Linked DNA regions of Mus musculus: region 1 is linked to region 2. The links are chromatin contacts, called in public promoter capture Hi-C maps. All regions are on one chromosome and are shown on one strand. The core of a region is the stretch at or near the end of the contact, and the rest is flanking DNA. Distances in the headings are between cores, read along the strand shown.

Region 1 (3,724 bases), core at 110-2,609, about 11 Mb before region 2:
GCCGGAGAAGGACTGTTTACGCTGTTGGAAAACTGAGGGAGGAGTGGCCGGGAGAAATGTTTGAAGGGGCCTGGGCTGGAAACTGGAAGGAGGGAGTTAAGAGAATGGGTTATGCTGTGAAACAGCCAGCCATTTACATCTAGAATTACTACTACGTTGATCAATGGTAATATATTTAACTTTTCTAAGAGCAACTTTAAAAAATACACAGCTGTCCGCTTTGTATTCTTGCCATCAACATGCGATAGTTCAGTTCTCACATGTTATCATTTTCCCCCCACAAGGTAATTTGCCTATATCCATTTCTTTAAAAAAAATTCTAAAGATAAACATGTCCATGTTTGCTACTCTTATTTCTATTGAAATTGCTGAACCATGTTTGAATCTTCACTCCTTTTAAAAAGTTGGCTCTTGTGCTGGGGTTTATGAGTTTTCAAGGGCTGGCAAGGTGGCTCAGCAGGTAAACACTCCTGTTGCCCAGCCTGACAACCTGAGTTGGGTCCCCTGCACCCACATAGTGACTGCAAGGAGATTTACTCCTGTACGCTGTCCTATGACTTCCTCATTTGCGCTGTAACTGTGAGACCCCGAGCGTTCCCCCAAGCCCGTTTTCCCCGATCTCTGGGGATACAGCCAGAAAGAAGCTCTTTGTTCTCTATAGCCAGCAAAAAGCTTTTTTTTTTTTTTTTTTTTTTTTTTTCTGTGCCTTACAACCAGAGATGCGATAATTGTAGGAAGACCTAGCCAGGCCCTTGCTTGGCTCCCTGTGCCAAGGACACGGAGATAGACACAGGAGAGGAGCTATAGCTCACTCCCCCACCTCGCCAGAGAAGAACTGTTGCCAACTCTCCTCCCAACTCCTCCCAATTCCTCACTTTTCCTTTAAAAGACCCCCCCCCTACTGTTACCTCTGGGGGCCGAACTCCCCTGCCCTGCGCGGTCCTCAGCTAGCTGACAATAAAGCCTCTTGTGGTTTTGCATCAGGTGTGGTTTTATTGGGGTGCCAGCTCATCCCGGGACTTGAGCGGAGGTCTCCCCAGTTTCGGGGGTCTCACATAACATGCACGCACGCTCCCCACGCATGCATGAACACACCAATAAATGATTTATTTTATTTATTTATTTATTTTAGTATTTTGGAAAGTTTATTTATTCACTCACTTATTTATTTATTTATTTATTTATTTATGGATGTTTTCTCTGCATGTTTTGTCTGTGTACCTTGTACATGCAGTGCTCGAGGACGCCACGAGAGAGCGACGGGTCCTCCGGAGCTGGAGCAACTACGGTTTTGAGCTCCGCAGTTAGTAGCGCTCTCCGCACCACGTCATCTCTCCAGCGCCAAAGCCTATACGTCCTAAGGCAGACATCCTCCAATGTAAAGACGTTGCTGTCCAAGACTTTCTTAGGGAGTATGGGAAATGAAAAACAACAGGGAAATCCAATACGGGAGGATGGTGCTCCTCCCCTAGCTTCGGGACCGGCCACCCGCGCCTCTGCATCCTCACTTCCGTTACCACTGAGGGAGCCGAGCGTCACGCACGGTTTCTCCACGCGGAATTCTGGGAACTCGTCGGCTTCAGGCTAGCCTGTAGCCATCTGTCCCCCTGGATTTGAGTTATTTTAGCCAGGAACCTCCAGAATGACCCGCTAGATGCTTCTGAGATCGACAGCAATTGCGTCTCGGGTGAAAAGGAAGGAGCGAGGTTTGAAAGGTAAGGAGCAGCGGCGAGCTCCGGAGGGAGCGTCCTGGTGCCTGCAGGCCCTCGGCGCGAGCGGCTTCTGCAGTGCCCCCGCCCCGCCCCGTCCCCGCAGCCCCCTCTCCCTGCCTGCAGCCCTCTCTCTCCCATTCCGCAGCTCCCCTCCCCTCCTGCCCGCAGCCCTCTCCTGCCTTCAATCTCCTTCTCTGGTCCTGCAGCCCTTTCTTGCAACCCACTCTCCCTGCCCTCAGACCCCCTCTTCCGGCCCGCAGCAGCCCTCCCGCCTGCAGCAGCCCTCCCCTTCTGCAGTTTCCCTCTCCCCTCGTTACCCCCCTCCCTCCCTGCAGCCCTCTTTTCCTCTCTGAAGCCCCCTCTCCCTTCCTGTAGTCCCCCTCACTCCTGCAGCCACCTCCCTCCTGCAGCCCCCCTCTCCGCCTGCGGCCACCGCTCCCCTTCTGCAGCTCCCTCCCTGCTCCCGCGGCGCCCACCTTCTCCACCCCCTAGTCGGCTCTGCTTCTGCCCCTGCCGCACTAGCAGATCTCTCTGTGCATATCTTGGGTGTTCTGCAAAAGACAGACATTAGACCTTCCTAGTAGCATACTTGGAGAGAAAAAAAAAAAAAAAAGGATGGTGAAACACTCAAAACTGCCTGGCATGCAGGTCTCATGGAGAGACCATAGTAATACTTCATCCAGTTCTTGGCCGTCACAGTTGTGACCCATCTATGACCTTTAGAGGAAGGAGCTGGCTGCTTGCAGCAGGTACTGGGGCAGGAACTGTGAGATGTAATGTAGGGAATTTTATAATTTTACAATTTTTGGTTTCCCTGCAGCCCTGACTTCCCAAAAAGCAGTGCTGGAAGCCATAAGTGACTAAGATTGGCTGACGCTGGAGGATGTGTGGGTCGTACACCTGGGATTAACTTTTATTAGAGGTGAGTCTATACAGAGTGTTGTGCCCAGATGGCAGAAACCCCGAAGAGACCACCAGGCACCACAACTCGGAAGCAAGCACACGAACATCCTTGTCCTACTTTGAACTTGGGCCACAGACCTTCCCGATGGGACAGGAAGGAGAGTGACCCCCAGCACTAGGTGAAGGGATGGATAAAGGAAAAAAAAAAAACCCACAAGCGGGGGTTTCTAAGCCTTGGCACTGCATGAGAGGGTAAAAGAGTTTTCTTTCCAAGAACCCAAGGGTGGGGGCCATATCCCAGGCTAGCCTCTGACAATAGGCTGTTCAAACCCACATTTTACTGGTCCAAGCTCCCAGAGGAAGCCAGCCAGTATCATGAATATAGGTTAGCACTGGCTTGCAGGGATCTTGAGAGCGGGCTTTGTACATTTATTGAGACCTGTGTGTGTGTACGTGTGTGTGTACATGTGTGTGTGTGTACATGTATGGACGCCGGATGTCAACCTCGGGTTCCCAGGAACCATCCACTGTTTTTCTGTTTAATATTTATGTAGGGGTGGAAAACGTGAGTTGCGGTGTGGGTGTGGCGATTAGAAGACCACGCTGGGGAGATGCTGCCCATCTACCATCCTGTGTATCCTGAGGACCAAACTCGGGCTTGGTGGTAAAAGCTTTTATCCACCAAATCCTCCCTCGTGGACTTCGAGATTGCCTAATTAGGTGAGGCCAGCTGACCAAGAAGCAGGAGAGATGCCATTATCTGCCTTCGCAGAACTGGCTTTATAGATCTGTGTGTGCCACTGGCATGCAGCCCCCTCCTCCCCAACCCCTGACTTTTCAAGTAAAATGTGCCCTTGGGATGAAACGCAGGTCTTTGTGCTTTGCCCAGCAAGCTCTTTACCAACTAAGCCATCTCCCCAGTCCCTGGTATTAGGTTTTTAAAAAAAGTTGTTTTCACCAATTCTTTTTTTTTTTTTAACTTTTTTTCCCCCAAAGATTTATTTATTATTATATGCAAGTACACTGTAGTTGTCTTCAGACTCACCAGAAGAGGGTGTCAGATCTCATTATGGGTGGTTGTGAGCCACCATGTGGTTGCTGGGATTTGA
Region 2 (4,120 bases), core at 147-2,646:
TACATTTCCAGCACAGCCATGGTTACATAGTGGGACCCTGTCTCAAGGGTCCTACATACCAAGTTGCAGACCAGCTAGATTTACACAGTGAGATTGTCTTTCAAAACAAAACCCCAAAGCCTGGGGCTAGAGAGATGGCTCAGCGGTTAAGAGTATGTGCTGCTCTTTCAAAGGGCATGAATTCAGCTCCCAGTGTCCACATTAGATGACTCACAAGTGCCTACAACAAAGTTCCCCGGGAACCAACACTCATATGCATAGACCCACAAAAGTACACATAAAAATTTTAAAAATCACTCTTAAAAATCTTAACTGGGAACTGTCCAGTCTGTGTTTAAAGCACTCTGTCTTCCGATGCCTCTGGGACAGAGTCCCAATTCCTCTGCCTGCTGTTTCAGACACACAAGACCTCCCTTCCTTGGTTATTCCACGTCTAAATTGCTAAATACCAGGCTGGGATGAAAGTTTGTAGTGTTTGCATGGTATGCACAAGGTCTTGGGGTCCATCCCCAGTACGGAATAAACTGTGTGTGCTCAAGCATGCCTGAAAACCTAGCACTATGGAAGCAGAAGCAGAGGGACCAGAAGGGCAAGGCCATTTCTTGGCTGCATATCTAATTAGCGGCCAGCCGCGCGAGAGAGAGAGAGAGAGAGAGAGAGAGAGAGAGAGAGAGAGAGAGAGAGAGAGAGAGAGAGAGAGAGAGAGAGAGACTTCAAAATATAAAAGTCTCACCTTGGCGTTTGCACATGTGGGTGCTTTCCTTTAACTTTTCCCCAGACCTTACCCACTTGGCTGTCACAAGTGAGGCTTCCACACCCGCACGCCTCACTCACCTGGACTATGATGTTGGAAGCAACTGGGTCCCTCCCCACAGTACAGTAAGAGGGCAAGCCAGGACACCTGGTGGGTCCTTGGAAAGATTCCTACACTCACCCGCGGTGGATTTGTCAGCGGCCAGGTTGCCGCCGCCGGAATCTGCAGTGGGGGCGGGGCATGACGGGCGAGAGACCTGGGCATAGCCCGTCCCCGCCCACGGCCTCGCGCAGCCCGCCTGGGCCTCAGTTTCCCGGTCAGAAAAGGGCGTTGTACGCCCAGAGGACTCCTGGCGGGCTGCGGCTGGGGGATGGAGAGTTCGTGGCTTCGGCACAACCCTAACGGTCTCCGCTGCAGCCTATGAGCCAACAGGGAATACTGAGGCTTGGAGGCAGAGCTGCGGGCTTGCAGTGCCGACGTGTACCGAGCCAAGGTTAGAATCGGGCAACTGCGAGTACTATCCTTATTTGCTCTAGTCTTGGGTCCCCAGAACCTCCTCGAGATTTGCAGAGTCGGCCAGGCCTTTCGTGCACCAATCGGGATCACCCGTGTGGCCTTAAGCCAGTCTGCAAAGTGACAACCCAGACCGCCGGAAGCCCCGCCTCTCCTATCCGCGTTGGCCCAATGCACAGCACGGATGCTCGGGTAAACGTAGTTCCTGCTGACTTGCCTGAATGACAGGAGGGTGCCTTCCTGGTATCCATGGCGGGTATCCAAAGCATCTTTTCTCCCTACCTCCCAGCCTTAGCTGGAAAGTGAAGTTTACCACCACCGTCCGGTTTCAGCCAGGCCTGAGCACTAACAGAGACTCCTGGGTAGGTCCCCGCTCTGGGCAAGCGGCCCAGGACCAAAACCTGAAGATTCAGAAGTGGAAACTTGGAGATTTCGGGAGGCAGGCGACACAAGCTGGGAGCACAAAAGAAAAAACGTATGGGGAATCCCTTCTAAAGAGACGGCAGCAGTGGGCGTGGTGGCACACACCTGTAGCCTCAGCACTTGGGAGGCAGAGGCAAGATCTCTGATTTCAAGGCCAGCATGGTCTACAAAGAGAGTTCCAGGGCAATTCAACGGTTAAGATCATTGACTGTTCTTCCAGCAGATCCGGGCTCAAATCACCACAAGGCAGCTCACAACTATCTGTAATTCCAGTTCCAGAGGACCCAACACTTTCAGACATACACGCAAGCAAAACACCAATGCCAATGCGCATGGGAAATAAATAGACAGAAAAGCCTTAGATCAGATCCATGATGGCGCATACCTTTAATCTCAGCACTCAGAAGAGAGAGAGGCAGGAGGATCATTGTAAACTTAAGGCCATCCTAGACTACATAGCAACTTCCACACCAACCGCGATCACATACGGAGATAACATGCTCAGGCAGTTTCCCTCTGTGTGGCCAGCTGCAGAGACAGAGTTGGGTTTCGGCCTCTCTTTCTATTCCCCTATCTCAGTCTTGGAAAGAGTGAAGGTCAATGTTGCGAGCTCTTATTTCAGACCCTTGCACATCAACTAGTTTCTATGCTTGGCTGCTTGTCCTTAGGACACCTGTTCTTCCCTCTTTTCCACACATCACAATATTGATTCTTTATTTCCTTGGGGCCAATCTAAGTGATATGTGAGATTTTGGAAAGGCAGGGCAGTCTCAGTGAAGACTGGCCCTGTTATTGGAGGACAGGAAAAGGTTTTTCTCTATTCTGCAGCATGTGAGGGATCTTCTTTCAGGATTCTCATTTCTCCTGTGTTGGGTTCCTTAGTTCTATGTATGCTTGTCTCTATATAGAAGTTCCTTGGGTCTCTTGTTAAGGGTGGGCTAATGCAGCCCCTAAGTACAGTGGGTTCTCAAACAGCGTGGGTTGAGAGCTGGCTGTGGTAGCAGCTACTATCCCAGTACTCAGGAGGCAGAGGCAGAAGGACCAGAGCTTCTTTCACGAGCAGCTGTAGCTATAGTGTGAATTTGAGATCAGCCTGGGCGACAAGAGACAATGATTACAGAACTTAGAAAGCTACACCAGGAGATTTGTCACAAATTTAAGGCCAGCCTAGACTATAGAGTGAGTCTGTCCCCCCCACCTCCCTGTCTCCGCGCACACACCAGAAGAAGCCAGGTGTGGTAGTACATGCTTGTAATCCCAGAACTTTGCAGAAAGACTAAGGACAATTAATTCAAAGTCATTTTTTAGTGTACAGTGAGTTCAAAAGCAGCCTGGAATAAATACATGGGGCCCTGAATCCAAGAGAAGAAAGTGACCAGTAAGATGGTCCAGCAAGTTAAAGGCACTTGTCACCAAGCCTGCCACCCTGTTTCCGTCCCCAGATGGAAGAGAATGGACTCATTCCAGTTGTCCTCTACCTTCTACTGAGTGCCACAGCACACAGGCACCTACACTCGTTCGCACACGAGAGAAAGAAATTTCTTTAAAGGAAAGAAAAGGCTGGTTGAGGTGGTATGAGCCTTAAATCCCAATACTCCAGGGACAGGCTGATAGTCTTTGTGAGTTCAAGGCCAGACTGATCTACAAAAGATTTCCAGGCCAGCCAGGGCTAAATATGAGGCCAAACAAAACAAAACAAAACAAAACAAAACTAGGGGCTGGAGAAATGTCCCAACACTTACTGACCTTGCAGAAGACCCAGGTTTCATTCACACCAGCCTTCTCACAACTGCCTATAATTCTAGTGTCAAGGGATCCAATACCTTCAGGCCTCCAAGGGCACCTGTATACAGGTGGTGCTCATAAATTCATGCAGGCACATGCTATATACAAACCTTTAAAATAGGAAAGCAAGTGCAACAAAATAGCCACAGCAGGTCTAGTGGTGACATTGGCATGCAAGCCCAGCTTCTCCAGAGACTGAGGCAGGAGGATTACAAGTTCACAGTCTCGGCTACATAGTAAGTTCAAAGCCAAGCTAGGCAACTCCGTAAAATCTTGTCTCAAGAAGTATAGAGGGCTAGCTAGGGGTGTAGCTCAGTGGTATATGAGAAAGGAAGGAAGGAAGGAAGGGCGAGAGAGAGAGAGAGAGAAAGACAGACAGACAGACAGACAGACAGACAGACAGACAGAAAGAAAGAAAGAAAGAAAGAAAGAAAGAAAGAAAGAAAGAAAGCCAAGAGAGATGATCTCCACAAGCTACCACAGGGTCAGTAAAGTGTATCTGAAAGTTACAACGTTTCCTTTTCTCTCTCCCCCCCCCCTAGTCTATTTTCTTTTGGATGCCTGCCTAGTATGTTTTTTCTGGTACCTTGGACTTTCTTATTTTCTGAAACTTCTCTCCCTGCTATATCATCTCTCAAAAGGAAG

What was found. Promoter capture Hi-C pulls out the DNA fragments that hold promoters and counts their contacts.
Region 1: a contact with region 2 is called in a promoter capture Hi-C map of the HPC-7 cell line. The contact joins the promoter of Zfp61 here to the promoter of Zfp324 in region 2. A contact is called at or near these places in 4 of 39 promoter capture datasets (the HPC-7 cell line, cranial neural crest, frontonasal cranial neural crest and 1 more) and 1 of 9 other capture datasets (pancreatic islet).

The regions. Positions count from the first base shown.
Region 1 is chr7:24,297,184-24,300,907 of GRCm38.p6, reverse strand. Zfp61 (zinc finger protein 61) reads left to right here and starts at 1,359. Exons shown (of 7, transcript NM_009561.2): 1 at 1,359-1,715; 2 at 2,533-2,634; 3 at 3,170-3,335.
Region 2 is chr7:12,963,114-12,967,233 of GRCm38.p6, reverse strand. Zfp324 (zinc finger protein 324) reads right to left here and starts at 1,396. Exons shown (of 4, transcript NM_178732.4): 1 at 935-1,396. The coding sequence starts at 1,018.